Linked DNA regions of Mus musculus: all the other regions are linked to region 2. The links are chromatin contacts, called in public promoter capture Hi-C maps. All regions are on one chromosome and are shown on one strand. Each heading gives the region's core, a stretch centred on a gene start, on an enhancer-like site or on the middle of the called end of the contact. The rest is flanking DNA. Distances are from core to core; before and after follow the strand shown.

Region 1 (4,419 bases), core at 964-3,463, 2.4 Mb before region 2:
GGATAACTAGTGTTTCTCAGCAGGCCTGGAGTTCAGGTCTCCTCATTCATGTGTCCTTACCTTTTATAGCTAGCAAGTGTCCCCAAGTGTACCACAGCCCACCTTCCCAATCCTACCTTCTTCATTCCACAGTTGACCAAAGAGCCATGGCCTGCCTTGGTGGGCCGGTCCACCACGACGCCTTCTCGAAACTCAGACTCTTCGTCCTGACGCATGTGGTGAGGGCTGTCCAAGGGGTTGAGGATTCCTGGGCAGGGAACAGGAGGTGATGATAGGACCAGGCTCTACCCCTAGCCTGTGTTCCCACCTGGATCCATCTTGGTGCCTAAGGCTGAGTCATGGGAAATGGGGCAGGCACACTAGCTGTACCTGCAAACTGCAGATCTTGGTGCTTGGGGAAGAACGCCTTTCTCAGGTACCTAGGGAGGAATGCATCTGTCAGGTCCATCCTGGGGAGGCTGCCTCCCAGCCACTGCCCTCACCTCACACTTACTGTGGACACTCCAGGTACTGTAGGATGCGGGCCAGCTGGACACATGCCTGCCCTTTCTTGCCAACTCCCCTGAATTCTCCTTCCACACTCCTGGAAAGATTAAGACAGACCTCAAGATCCAAGTGCTGGGCTTATTATACTTTTTTTTTTATTTTCTTTCTTTTTCATTTGTTTTTGGGGACAGGGTTTCTTGGCATAGCCCTGGCAGTCCCAGACCTTGCTCTGTAGACCAGACTGGCACTGAACTCTCAGAGATCCACCTGCCTCTGCCTCCTGAGTGCTGGGATGAAAGGCGTGTGCCACCACTGCTCAGCTCAAGTGGCCTTCTGGTCTCCAGAACCACACTGGTGTTTGTACACAAGCACCATAAAGAAATGCTAAACACAACCCAAACCATCCAAGTGCTGAGCCTCAGCACAGACCATGGGCAAAACCCTGAGTCCACTCTCTAGCACCAAGGGTGAGAAAAAGTGAGTCTGCAGCTGCCTTTGAGAGCTCCTTCCAGGCAGCCAGGCAGGTGACAAGGAGCAGGACAAAGCCATGGCCACCCCTGCTGGTCCTCCCCACTCCCCAGAGACTCTCACTTGGTATCTTGGCCCTCCTCATCGAACACCACAATCTCATCCACACAGAAGATGGTGCAGGCTCTGGCGATCTGGCCAGCCAGGTAGGTGCGGAGCTCAGGTGACTGGGCATTGTCCAGGATGGAGCCTGGCAGGGCCACACTCAGAGTGTAAGGCCGTCCTAGCAGGGACAGGGGATGTTCCTGTCAGCCTGACAGGCTGTGGACCTTCCCTCCCTTGCATGTCCCCATGGCTCAGAGATTCAACTTACCTCACGACCCAGCTGCTTACCTTGGTTGCTCCTCTGGGCCGCCGCCTCTTCCTCCTCTTCCTGGCGTTTAGCCTCTTCCTCTTGGGCACGCTGCCGCTCCAGTTTCTTCATTATCTTGAGGTCCTTCCACTTCTTTTTCTCCTCTTTTTCTGGAGAATTATTGGAGGGAAAGGACTTGACATGGGGAGGAGAGTTCCTTCTCGCTGGGCTAGCCTAGGCTCTGGAGAGGCTGCCACCACTCACTTGGATACACTGAGACCCAAAGAGGGCTCGTCGGGCCATTAGCTGGTTTGTGGAAAGGGAGGGCTCAGTGCGCTTGCCCAACCCGGCCTCAGCTTTTTACTTACTCTGCTGTTTCCATTTTCGCCATTCAACCCTTTGGCCATGTTCACCCTGCAAGTAAGGAGGAAGATTGAGAGGCTGACCGGTCACACATAGGAGGGGCGCATCCCATCGGGCCTCCCGCCATCTGACTCTCTCAAACCAGGGTAGAAGTACACAGGGACTCGCCGTGCACAAAGCCTGGGATCAGATCCGGGAAGCTGAGGAATGAATCCCCATTGGGCAAAAGAAGAAACCGAGACAAGGGGAAGACAGGTATGGCCATAAAGTCGCCCTAGGAATCAGAAAATAAGCCAGGAGAGGACTCAAGACACCGTCGCCCCGCGAATGAATGTAGATCGGACCAGCTAACTCTGCAAGCTCAGGCTACGGGAGAGGGGCGAGGGGAGAGGAGAGAGCAGAAGACCCGGGCCGACACCACTGTGACACGCTGCAGATTCCAGGCCTAGCCCGGAACCCATCGGTCCGCACATACCGGACCACACGGACGCTTCCTCGGGCGCTCCGCCATGTTTCCAGGCCCACCGCGCGCCTGCCAGTTAGCCTCGCCTCTTCCGGCCACACCTCCGCGGAGCTGCCCAATCAGAGGCCCAGCGGAGAGTGGGGCGTGTCCTGGGTGCCAGGCTGAGGCGGAGCTCAGAAACGCCACGTGCGAGTGCGGAGGCTGCTGCGTTGGTACCCTGTCTCCAGGGCAACGAGTTCGCAGCACTACGCTGTCCGAACCCAGTAAGGCTCATGTGCCGCCCTTTCCATTGTTAGGTACCCTGGTGATATTTAGCTTCCATGTTTTATGTAAGGGCACCCTATTGGAAATTACAAAAGACTACCTTTATCCAGTTCATTTGCACTTTCTTTTTATTTATCCATTCAGTTTCCTGGGACTCCAGCTAAGGCCCGACGCGTGCTAAATTTAGTGCTCCACCAGTGAGCTATATTCCCAGCCTCGTCCAGACTTTATTCTTTTGGTTTTTTAAAAAGATTTATTTATTATTATACATAAGTACACTGTAGCTGTCTTCAGACGTGCCAGAAGAGGGCATCAGATCTCATTACGGATGGTTGTGAGCCACCATGTGGTTGCTGGGATTTGAACTCAGGACCTTTGGAAGAGCAATTGGTGCTCTTACCCGCTGAGCCATCTTGCCAGCCCCAGACTTTATTCTTTATCAGTTTAATTCATTTGTTTGCATGTAGTACTTTAAATTTTTTAAAAAAGAAATTGATACAGGGTCTTACTATGTAGCTTGGACTGACCTCAAACTCAATCTTCCATCAACCACCTGAGTGCTGTGATTGATTGATTGATTGATTTTTGGCAGCCCTGGATCAAATCCAAGGTCTCCAGCATGCAAATCACTGATCAACATTCTGTGTCTACTTTAAAATCATTTTAAGTAAAGAATGAGAAGATAGGACTGAAAGAAGTCCCTGCAGAAGACTTTTAGCTGCTGCTATAATAGCAGCCATTGTATCTGGCATGAATTCCAGAGGGATTGTACCTAGGGTTTGAAGAAGCCTTTTGTAAAGTTATTGATTGTTGTCTGAGGTTTTATGGGGTTGCTCTTCCAAGGATTCTCAGAGCCTTTGCATAACTTAGTCCTGAGACATACCTGACAAACCAGGATGTCTCCTGGGACTTGCTTAGGTATGCCTGGGAATGTAGGTTATGCCTGAGTATTGCTTAGGTAGGGTTCCTTCAGAGAAGCCTAGATAAGGTAGCAGGTTTTGGTATACAGAAATTGACTTGCTACAAGTACCTTTTGTGTAACAGTAAGGAGGGTCTGCAAAATGGTAAATATGTGAAGTTCAATGCCTGAGAGGATGAGCCCCTGCTGCTGAGAAGCCTAACAGGTCCTGCAGTGTCTCCTTTTCTTTGCTCTCCTGTATAACCCAGAACACCAACAGGTTCCTCCCCAAAAAACTTTTCTGCCTGATAGTTTTATATTAACTTTTTGTTGTTGTTTTTGAAACAGGCCTTAATATATAGCCCTGGCTGTCCTGGAACTTACTATGTAAACCAGGATGCCCTCAAACTCAGAGATCCTCCTGCGTGTGCCGAGCAAGTGCTGGGATTAAAGACTTGTGCCACCACGCCCACCCGGCTTGTATTAACATTTTACAATGATCCGATACTTTGTTACAGTTGAGGAACAATCCTGACACATTATTACCGCCAACTACAGTTTACATCACTCTTTTAGTCATACTTTCTTTTTGTCTGTTTTGCTTGCTTTGGTTTGTTTTTTTGAGATAATGTCCATCCTCCTGCCTTATCCTCCCAGGAGCTGAAATTACAGGTGTGGGGCACCCTGCTGTGTGAATTTTGACTTTATTTATATGAGTGTTTTGTCTGTATGTATGTGTGTGCACCAGAGTCTTGCCTGGTGCCTGAGGAGGCAAATGGATCCCCTGGGACTGAAATTATAGTAGATTGTAAAACACCATGTATGTGCTGGGAACTGAACCCAGGTCTCTGGAAGAAAAACCAGTCATCTTAACCACAGAACAATCTCCTCAGCATCCCAAGTTACTTCTTTGAGGTGCGATGTGGGGAGGCATGGACTGTGAAGCCCACACAGGCCTTCGTAGTGGGGCAATGTAAGAAAGACACCACTCCACGCTAGTACCAGCTACTCTCTGGCCCCAGCAGTCTGGCTGCCTCTATGGCTAGCCCCATGCAGCGTCCATCCATCTCAAAGGTTGTTTGTTTGTTTGTTTGTTTTTTTTTTAAGAATTAGTTATTTATTTTA
Region 2 (4,454 bases), core at 1,485-3,984:
CGTGGCACTACCCCTTCCCTCTAATTAACCCCAAACTCAGACCCAAGACCGGAGCCTAGAAGGGCCTGAGCATCATGGTTCCATCTGCCCAGGGCTGGGTCCTGAGCAGCTGGCCTTCCTGCAGGAAAGGAAGGACGAGGCCCAGCCGTGCTGGGTAAGCAAAGGCCTTTTCCCCTGCTCTCATGTCAGCCGGCCTGGGCTGGGTTCCAGGCTAGAGAGTCAGCCAGGTGGCCTGTGACTGGGTGAACTGGAGCTGGCTTCCTGCCAGACGAGCCTCAGCCCTCCTGGGCAAGGGGTGTGCTTTCCCTGGGGAGTCTTCCCCCTACTACTCACCCTCTTGGTACCTCCCCAACCCCAGCACTTTCTGTCCTATAATTTGCTTAAGGAGAGTATAGGCTGCCAGCTCAGCCCTGGATAAATTCCCACCCCCTTAAGTTTCACTCACTTTGTATCAACCCAGCAGGCTGGTGTTTCCTTGGCCCCTTAAGGTGTTTTTCCTCCTGAGTTCACAGTTCTTGTATTCCTTCCACCCCAACAAGGGGAGATAGGTGCCTCTGTTCCCCATTCCACCTGCACCCCAGCAGGGCTGGGGATAGGCGAGTATGGGACATTGTTTCTGTGGGTGGGGATGGCTGGACTCCCCAGGTTGGGAAGGTCCTTGCCTAGTTTGTGTCTTCCTCAGCTAGCAAAAGTTGGGGCTGTGGTCTTAGAGCTGCCTGGTGTCAGGACCAGATCATTTCTATAGGTTCTGTAGCCGTTGTTTTAATCAGCAGATGAATGTTAGAAGATGCTGCCAAGGCAAGGCAGAACATGGCTAGAGAAGGTTCCGGCAGCTCAGATTCCATCCTGCCCAGCAGGTGCCTGGCACTTTAAGGGACTCTGGCAGCTCTGTTCCTAGGTGAGGTGACCACCAGAAGATGGACAGAGCCCTAGTGTGCTTGTCTACTACCTTCCCCAGTCAGCATTGTTTTGGTCTAGTTCTAAATTCCAGGGCTCCAAACCAAGCAGTTGGTACTGTCAGGAAGACTGCCCCAAACCAAGAGCCCCTGCCTAACTCAAGCCAAGGTCTGGGACTGGATGGCCACTCCAGTAGACGAGAGCTGCCACATCCTCTGCTTCCAGGCACTGGGCCAGGATAACTTAGCTGAAAACATGACCACAACCAAATGAACACTGGTGGCAGCCAGAGGCTAAGAGCCTTTCCTCCTGCGCTCAGTGATCCCCACGGGTGCCCAGAGCACCTGGACTTCAAATTCTATATACAAAGATAGAGGATATATTAGAGGTATTTTTGAAAAGGAATTGGTCTATGCAATGCCAGTTTGGGACCTGTAAGACAGTTTAATGTTTCTATTAGAGAGATATAAAAGATCTGCAATATTTTTAGGGTTCTTTTCTGGTTACCCTACAGCTGACCACGTGGTCTGGCAGGATGAGCAGGCCCATCTTCTTCTGTGGGGAGAATTTGCTTTTGTGTTATTCCTTTCTAACCAGGTTACCACTGCACCCCATTCCGTGGGCTGTTCATATCTGTCTCAGCTTATAATAGAAAATTATGTCATATGGGGAAATCAGCCTAGTGTCAATGTTTGGTTTGGGGGTGGAATTAAATGCCGATGTTTTTGTTACTGCTTTTTGTTGGTGTTTCTTTTCATTCTCATCACCGTGTTGACTTGGGGGCTGCTAACAGGAGTTAGCCATGTATGTGTAAGATGACATGCTGGGGAAAGTAGGTTAGTGTTCTCCAGTCTGACCCCAGTCATAATGCTCACCACAAACACACACATACATATTACATATATGTCCACACATGTTTGTATGAATATGAATGGGCACTTGACAAAGGTCGGAGAACACCTGTTACTCCTGAACCTCTTCTTGTTTGAGACGGTGTCTCACTCTGGTTTTGGGGAAAGAATAAAACGTTTTTATTTGGTATTTATAAGGTTTCCTTTAGCCATGAGGTTTAAGGAGACCTACTACTCCTCATGCCTCCAGAGTGTTGGGACTACAGAAATGCACCACCATGCCCAGCATCAATTCGGGGATCTTAAAGCCCCACTTTTGGTCCTAATCATCGAAGAAACTGGTTAAAAATACCTGTCAGGGCACAAAGAGGGAGCTGTTGCCTCTGGTTGCAGAAATGGATAACCTGCATGGTGTAGCATTTGGAGAAGAATGGATCTACAGCAGCTAGCCCCATATGCCATGAGAGTAGTGTTCTGGGTGAGAAACAGAAGAAAAGCATGAAAGATAATTTGGCCCAGCGCCCCTTGGTTCTAAGAGGGCCATTCTGAAACCTCTGGCAGTGGACAATGAAGGGAAGCCTAGAAAGTTCCCTAGGAAGCCAACCAGTGGAAATTCTCATAGGCCAGGCCAGTGGTGGTCATTCTATACAGACTCTTCCATTAACAGTTTCAAGGCCAGAATGTAGAGCCTTTGAATTCTGATGTCTGCTTCAACAACCAACTCATTATGATCTATCCCTTTCCGGGACTTCCAACTCTGGGGTACATCTCACTCTGGCTTGGGACTGTAGGATAATGTTTAAATGATTATTGTTTGGGAAGGGTCTGACAGGGATGTAGCCACAAAAACCTGAAAGTCTGAGCTCCCGGCCCTACAGTTCCCTGCAGAAACTACATTTCCCGACATGCACTGGAGGGCGGGGAAAAGTGCCCGCACGTCAGCTCAGACGAGTCTCCGCGTGTCACGTGATTTACAAGCCGGAAAGGCCTAAACCAGGAACCGGATGTATTTTGTTGCTCCGGCGGAACGCTGGAGAGATGGTGAGCCTGGGGTGGAGTACATGTGTGATTTGAGGGTACCAGGGGTCGGGGCTCTGAGTAAGAGTCTCCTTGGGAGATGGAGTTGGGCTCTCCAAACCCAGATCGCTCTCTCCACCGCTTGCAGACAGGTGACACGAGGCCTGACGTGGCTTTCTAAACCCGAGAGCCACTTCTAGTAAGCCCTCCGTGGTTCTAAATGAATGAGAGGTTTGGAGTGTAAACCGGCTGCTCCGACCCTCCGTTAGTGCTTGTACACGAGCCATCTCGCCTGCTGAGCCTTTATTTTTCTCCAGGCCACCGGGACAGACCAAGCAGTAGGATTTGGCCTTGTCGCCGTTAGCTTGATCATCTTCACCTACTACACCACTTGGGTGATTCTCTTGGTATGTGTGCCCCACCCCCACCCCGCTCACCTTCATTTTGCTCTGGATCTCTAAGCCAGTTTCCTAACGCGACTTAATCAGCGTCTGTGTGCCAGCGTCTGGATGTTTAGCTAGCTCTAATCTCACGAAATCTACACTATGGTGCTTGCAGATGGTGTCTACATTTTATAGATGAGGAGGCTAAGACTCGGGGAGAAGGCTGTTTCTCAGCCTCTGAACTGCCGCACAGTGAGGCTTTATTTTGTGTTTGTCCTCCTGGTTAGCCAGCAGGTTCCTGGGTGTAGCAGTCGCCGGTGGAGTTTATTAACATCTCAAGTCTCTCTCTCTCTCTCTCTCTCTCTCTCTCTCTCTCTGCCTCTCTCTTTAATGTGGGAAATTTTGTTAGTTATTGTTTTAAAGTACACTGTGCTTGGAAAGGGGCATCTTGCAGTACTTGGTATCCTTCAGAGAGGAAAGTTAGGTGGGCTGACCTTCGGTGATGAAGAGAACTGGCTGATTCTCCAGAGGACTGGGGTTCAAGTTCCAGCACCCACATGGCCAGCTACAACCATCTGTAACTCCAGCTCCAGGAGACCCAGCAAAAGTCCCTGGAACGGAACGCCATTGCTGCTTAAGTTGTGTTAGGAGTTAGATTGGAGATCCAGGGCTTGGATGAAAGTACACCTGGACTCACAGGCACAAATGCATGATCAAAAAATAAAGACCTCTTTAAAAGACCTAGAGTTCTCAGAAGGCAGAAGAAGGGGGGAGGGCAGCTTGGTGAGGTCAGCCAGGGCCTCAGAAATCAAAAAGGATGGTTTCCAGCACTCACAAGGCCCAGGCAGTATTCAACAATACAGAGACAATATGGTGGGTCTCTTGTTATGATACATATCCACGCTTGGGGATGCTATCAAGGTGGGCCCTCAGTATCCAGTGCTGCCAGGGGGAGGTGGGACGGCTTCCCTTTGGGGCTGAGTAAGGTGAGCAGTACTCACCAGAGCTCTTGCCCTTGGTGCCAGCCATTCATTGACAGCCAGCATGTCATCCACAAATACTTCCTGCCCCGCGCCTACGCCGTCCTCCTCCCGTTGGCCGCAGGCCTCCTGCTGCTCCTATTTGTGGGTAAGTCTCCCGATCTGGGGCAGGGTGTCTGGAAGGCAGCGTGCTTCCACATGCTGGCACCTGCTGTACATCTGCTTAGACTCTCCTTGTCACCAATGCTCCCCGGGGCTTTCCTATTCCTTAAAGGCCACGGGCAGAAGCTCCTCTAGTGGTGTTCCCAGTTTTCAGGTTCCTGGGG
Region 3 (4,096 bases), core at 1,382-3,881, 2.5 Mb before region 2:
TGCTTGGTGGCTTCCTGGGTGCACCCATGCCCAGCGCCCCCCCCCCCCTTCTGCTTTGATTTCCCTTAGTATGCTCCTTGTATTCATCTTGAAGTTCAGGGCCCAATCAGAGGAAGGCCCCGTGGGTCTTCTGTAGATTTATGCTGTGGTCACAGGCACCAACCCTTGGACCAGACGTTGTGGTTGAAAAAAACTTCAGTTTTCAGAGCAAGCTTCTTTCTACCTGGGAGTGGCCCATTAAGTCAGTCTATCTAGGCTTGTAGGTAAAAAAAGGAAAGAGATTGGAGAAGTGGTGGTTCAGTGCTTAAGAGCACATTGGCCTTGCCAGGGACCTGGATTTAGTTTCTAGTACTGCAGTGGTGGCTCCCAGCTTCGGCTCCAGGAGGATCCTCTTCTGGCCTTTGCACATAGCACAGTTAAATACTACAGACAAAACACTCTTCTGGGTAAAAAGTAATTTTTAAATTGTTTGTGTAATACAAAGAGAAAGAAACAGACATTCTTGGTGGGTTGGTTTGTTTCCCCCACCCCCCACCCCCCCCGTGGGTGTGCGCCAAGACTTGATGTCAGCTCTTGTCTCTTAAGCCACATTTAAGACATTAGGGGTTTGGGGAGTGAAGAGCAGAAGTTCAAGGCCATCCTTTTCTAGTTCCACTCCCCACCTCCCAACCCCCAGAAAAAGAAAATAACTGGTTTATGTTGGTTCCTTCTCTTGTAAAGTTGAGTTGCCGGTGGGGCTGCCTGGCAGATGACAGTTTATCAGGCACTAGACCTGGGGATCCATTCCCATTACTTAACCCAGTTTAGTTTATCTGTAAAATATACTTAGTATCTTGTTTTGGAAGAGTTTGAGGCAGGGGTCGTGGCTGAGTGATAGGGAACTTGCCTCTTAGGATCCAAGCCCTGTTTTTTAACCCTAAGATTATCTGTAAAAGTTACTTTGTATCTTATGAGGGTTACAGGAAAATACAGCCAAATGCAGCAGGAGCCTAGGGTAGTGATTTGGTATGGGAGTGCTAAGGGCTAATGCTCTAGCCCTTTTACTTTTAGACACTTAGACACTGTAGCCCAGGCTAGCCTCTGCCTCAGCCTAAGTCCTTGTTTTGTTTGTGGAATTTCTTTGCTACTGTGTGCCAGGACCTCACAGGGCTATCAGGAATCATTCCTGGTGAAGGCATCACCTGAGTTTTAGCAAATGTTAGTCACAGTTTATAGCTCTCCTTTTTGTCAGACCGTTCCCTCTTTAAGAAGCCTGTCCACAGTTGCCTGTGTTGGAGGTCTCTAGGCTTGGGAGCTGTGTGGGTTAGAGGTCCTTAGAGGTTGTCGCCAGATTTAAGCTTACCAATTGCAACAGATGAGTGCAATTAATTCACCGACTTGAGCATAAGGTGCACCACCAGGAAGGCCTAGCTGAATTTCCTGGAGTTGAGATGGAAACTTGGAGGAGCACATTTGTATTCTCTCACCATGGACTGTATATATATATATATATATATATATATATATATATATATATATATATATATATATATATGATGTATTTTACATTTATTGTCTACCCACCATGAATGACTTGACTTAAAGCCACATTGCTTTATGTATAAGAGCTGATAATAAAACGGGAATACTGAGAGTATGGATAGTTCAAGCTCTAGTGGTAGAGGAACCAGGTAGAGAGCTTTCTGGATTTCCAGGACCACGTGTTGGGATCCAGGTAGACAGAGAACTATCTTTTCAAGTCCTGAAAAACAGTGTTTAACCATTAAATCCCTCCGACATAGTGCTTAAGGACTTTTTAATAATCTAAAGCTGTTTTTGTTTGTTTGTTTGTTTGTTTTACTGTTTTAGCCTTTGACTTTTAAACATTTCCCCATTTGTCATCACCAAAAATGTGCTTCCCTCACCACTGAGATCAGGACACCTGTACGAAGTTGAGCAGAAGGACCTGTGGCAGAAAGGTCCTTCCTACAGTCAGAGAACTTTCCTGTGGTTCTTTTGAGTGTGAATATGTAACAGATTTTTAAAAATTCAGAACCGAGGGCAGAGGCTTGAATTGGCCCATGCATAAACCCGGTCCCGCGTGTAAACTGGATAGAGGAACTGCTTGCGTGTGGCTCTGCACAGCAGCCTAGAGTTTGAGTCCCCAGCTTCTCCATCTAGAAAAAAATGAAGGTGCCCGGGTGCAGAACTCAGGCGCCTGATTGTAGCCAGGGTACTCCTAAGGCCTGTACTTTTGAGGGGCTGCGCGCGCCCCCTCTCCAGAGCCCCCAGCCGCCCCGCTAAGGGAAGCCACTGAGCCACCACGTGATGGAGTATTGGGGAACGGAGGCCCCGCCTCTCAAGTCACCGCGCGGCGCGCAAATGTCCCGGGTCGGCTGGAGAAGGGGAGAGCGGGGGAGGGGAGCACCGCGCGGGGGCAGGACCATGCGTCGCTGAGCCGCTTCCTCCCGCCTCTCGTCCAGGCCCCAGTGTCCCCACCGCCGCCGCCGCCACCCGCCACGGCCCCGCCCCCTGCCCCGCGGCCGCGGCCAATCGCTGTACGGCGCGAGCCTCTCCGGCCGGGGGCGGGACTTGCGCAGGCCCGGCGCGCCTGCGCTCTGCGGCCTGCCCCTCGCCGGGAAGAGGAGGAGGTGGTGGTGGAGGAGGTGGAGGAGGAGGAGGAGGCGGCTCAGGGCAATCCAGAAGCGAGCCGGAGCGCGGGGCGCGAGTCGAGGAGCCCAGCCGAGCCGCCGCCGCCTCCCCGCCTTCAGCGAGAGCCCCGGCCGGGGGCTCGCCACAACGCGCCCGGGCCTGCCTCCGCGTCAGGCCCCGCGGGCAGTGCCAGGCAGCCAGGGGGAGGGCAGGCAAGTGAGCGCCGGGAGGAGGCGGCCGGAGCGAGCGGGCGCCGCGCGTGTGGCGTGAGGGGAAGCCGCTGGCCGCCCCCTTGGCCGTCCCTTCGCTCCCCCTCCCCGCTCCCCGCCCCGATCGCGGAGGGCACCATGTCTGCGCCGACGGCCAAAGCCAGTAAAAAGGAGCTCAACTCCAATCACGACGGGGCCGACGAGACCTCAGGTGAGGACCGGGCGCGGCGGGGGCCCGGCCGCGCCGCCATCTTTCGGCCCGGACCGCGGGGCTGCGGGGGGCGCGCGGGGGCCGGAGAGCCGGCGCCTTTTTTGTGTGCGGCCCGGGACCGGGGGGCCGGGGTGGCGCCGTGGCGGTGAGCGGTGCGGCCGAGGCGGGGGCGCTGCGGCCTGCGCGGCGGGCGGAGACCCCCCCTTCCCCCCGCCCGCGCTCTCCTCCCCCTCCCTCCCTCCCGAGAAGCCTCTCTTTATTGTGCTCCGCCATGATGCCTCGCTCCCATCAGCCGCCACCGCCGCCACATGGTGCGGCCGGACGCAGCCTTGCGGCCGGGCCTCTAGTGCCGCCCTGCTTCCCGCCCTGAGCCGGCGCTACCGCGGAACCGGGAACCGGGGTTTGGGGCGGGGTAGGGGCGCGGAGCCGGCGGGAGGATGCTCCAGGCTGCGCGGGTTGCGCACCCCACGTGGGGCAGCCACACTCGGGCGCGCCGGGGGTGCGAGGAATCTGGCCCCGAGGCCGTATGATGCAGGGGCTTCAGGGGCCTTTAGGACGCCTAGCCCTCGCCTGGAGGGTCGTTTCGAGCCCAGGACAGCTGCAGAGCCCGGGCTGGTTACCGGAAATGAGACGCGCGATCGGGCCCCTTCACGCCCACTTGGCTTTGTAAAAGCCTTCACAACCCTCGGACAAAAGGGCACGAAATAGGAGCACACCCCCTCTCCTTTTTATGGCTCCAAGTTTTTGAGTAGGGTTTTCCCACGAAGTGTCCTGAAATACTGCACGGCCGTATATGATGACCAATCTCATCAAGAATGGGTTGAAGGAGTAAGGTCAGGTTTACATTCTAAGTCTGAGAAGACGACTCCGGGAAGTTTGGTGACTAACTGGTCTTTGTCGGTGTATATTGATAATCATAACAAATTGAGAGCACTTTAAATTTTTTTAAAGCAGTTATAACAGTTGATAGTATCCTAATTTGTTTTATGGCCATGGACTAGTTTCCACACTAAGTGGCAGCTGGCACTGGCACCCTTTCTCTTAC

The links. Promoter capture Hi-C pulls out the DNA fragments that hold promoters and counts their contacts. Capture Hi-C pulls out chosen DNA fragments and counts their contacts.
Region 1: a promoter capture Hi-C map of liver shows a contact between it and region 2, with 2.7 times the contacts expected there. The contact joins the promoter of Spout1 here to the promoter of Dpm2 in region 2. A contact is called at or near these places in 1 of 39 promoter capture datasets (liver) and 1 of 9 other capture datasets (liver).
Region 3: a contact with region 2 is called in a promoter capture Hi-C map of pre-B cells, with 5 times the contacts expected there. The contact joins the promoter of Set here to the promoter of Dpm2 in region 2.

The regions. Positions count from the first base shown.
Region 1 is chr2:30,176,246-30,180,664 of GRCm38.p6, forward strand. Spout1 (SPOUT domain containing methyltransferase 1) reads right to left here and starts at 2,214. Exons shown (of 12, transcript NM_172660.4): 1 at 2,145-2,214; 2 at 1,675-1,720; 3 at 1,348-1,476; 4 at 1,078-1,237; 5 at 494-583; 6 at 370-419; 7 at 117-247. The coding sequence starts at 2,180.
Region 2 is chr2:32,568,124-32,572,577 of GRCm38.p6, forward strand. It overlaps Dpm2 (dolichol-phosphate (beta-D) mannosyltransferase 2), which reads left to right and starts at 2,735. Exons shown (of 4, transcript NM_010073.2): 1 at 2,735-2,789; 2 at 3,083-3,172; 3 at 4,174-4,276. The coding sequence starts at 2,787. It overlaps Fam102a (family with sequence similarity 102, member A), which reads left to right. Exons shown (of 11, transcript NM_153560.4): 11 at 1-1,627.
Region 3 is chr2:30,063,843-30,067,938 of GRCm38.p6, forward strand. Set (SET nuclear oncogene) reads left to right here and starts at 2,632. Exons shown (of 8, transcript NM_001204875.1): 1 at 2,632-3,051. The coding sequence starts at 2,979.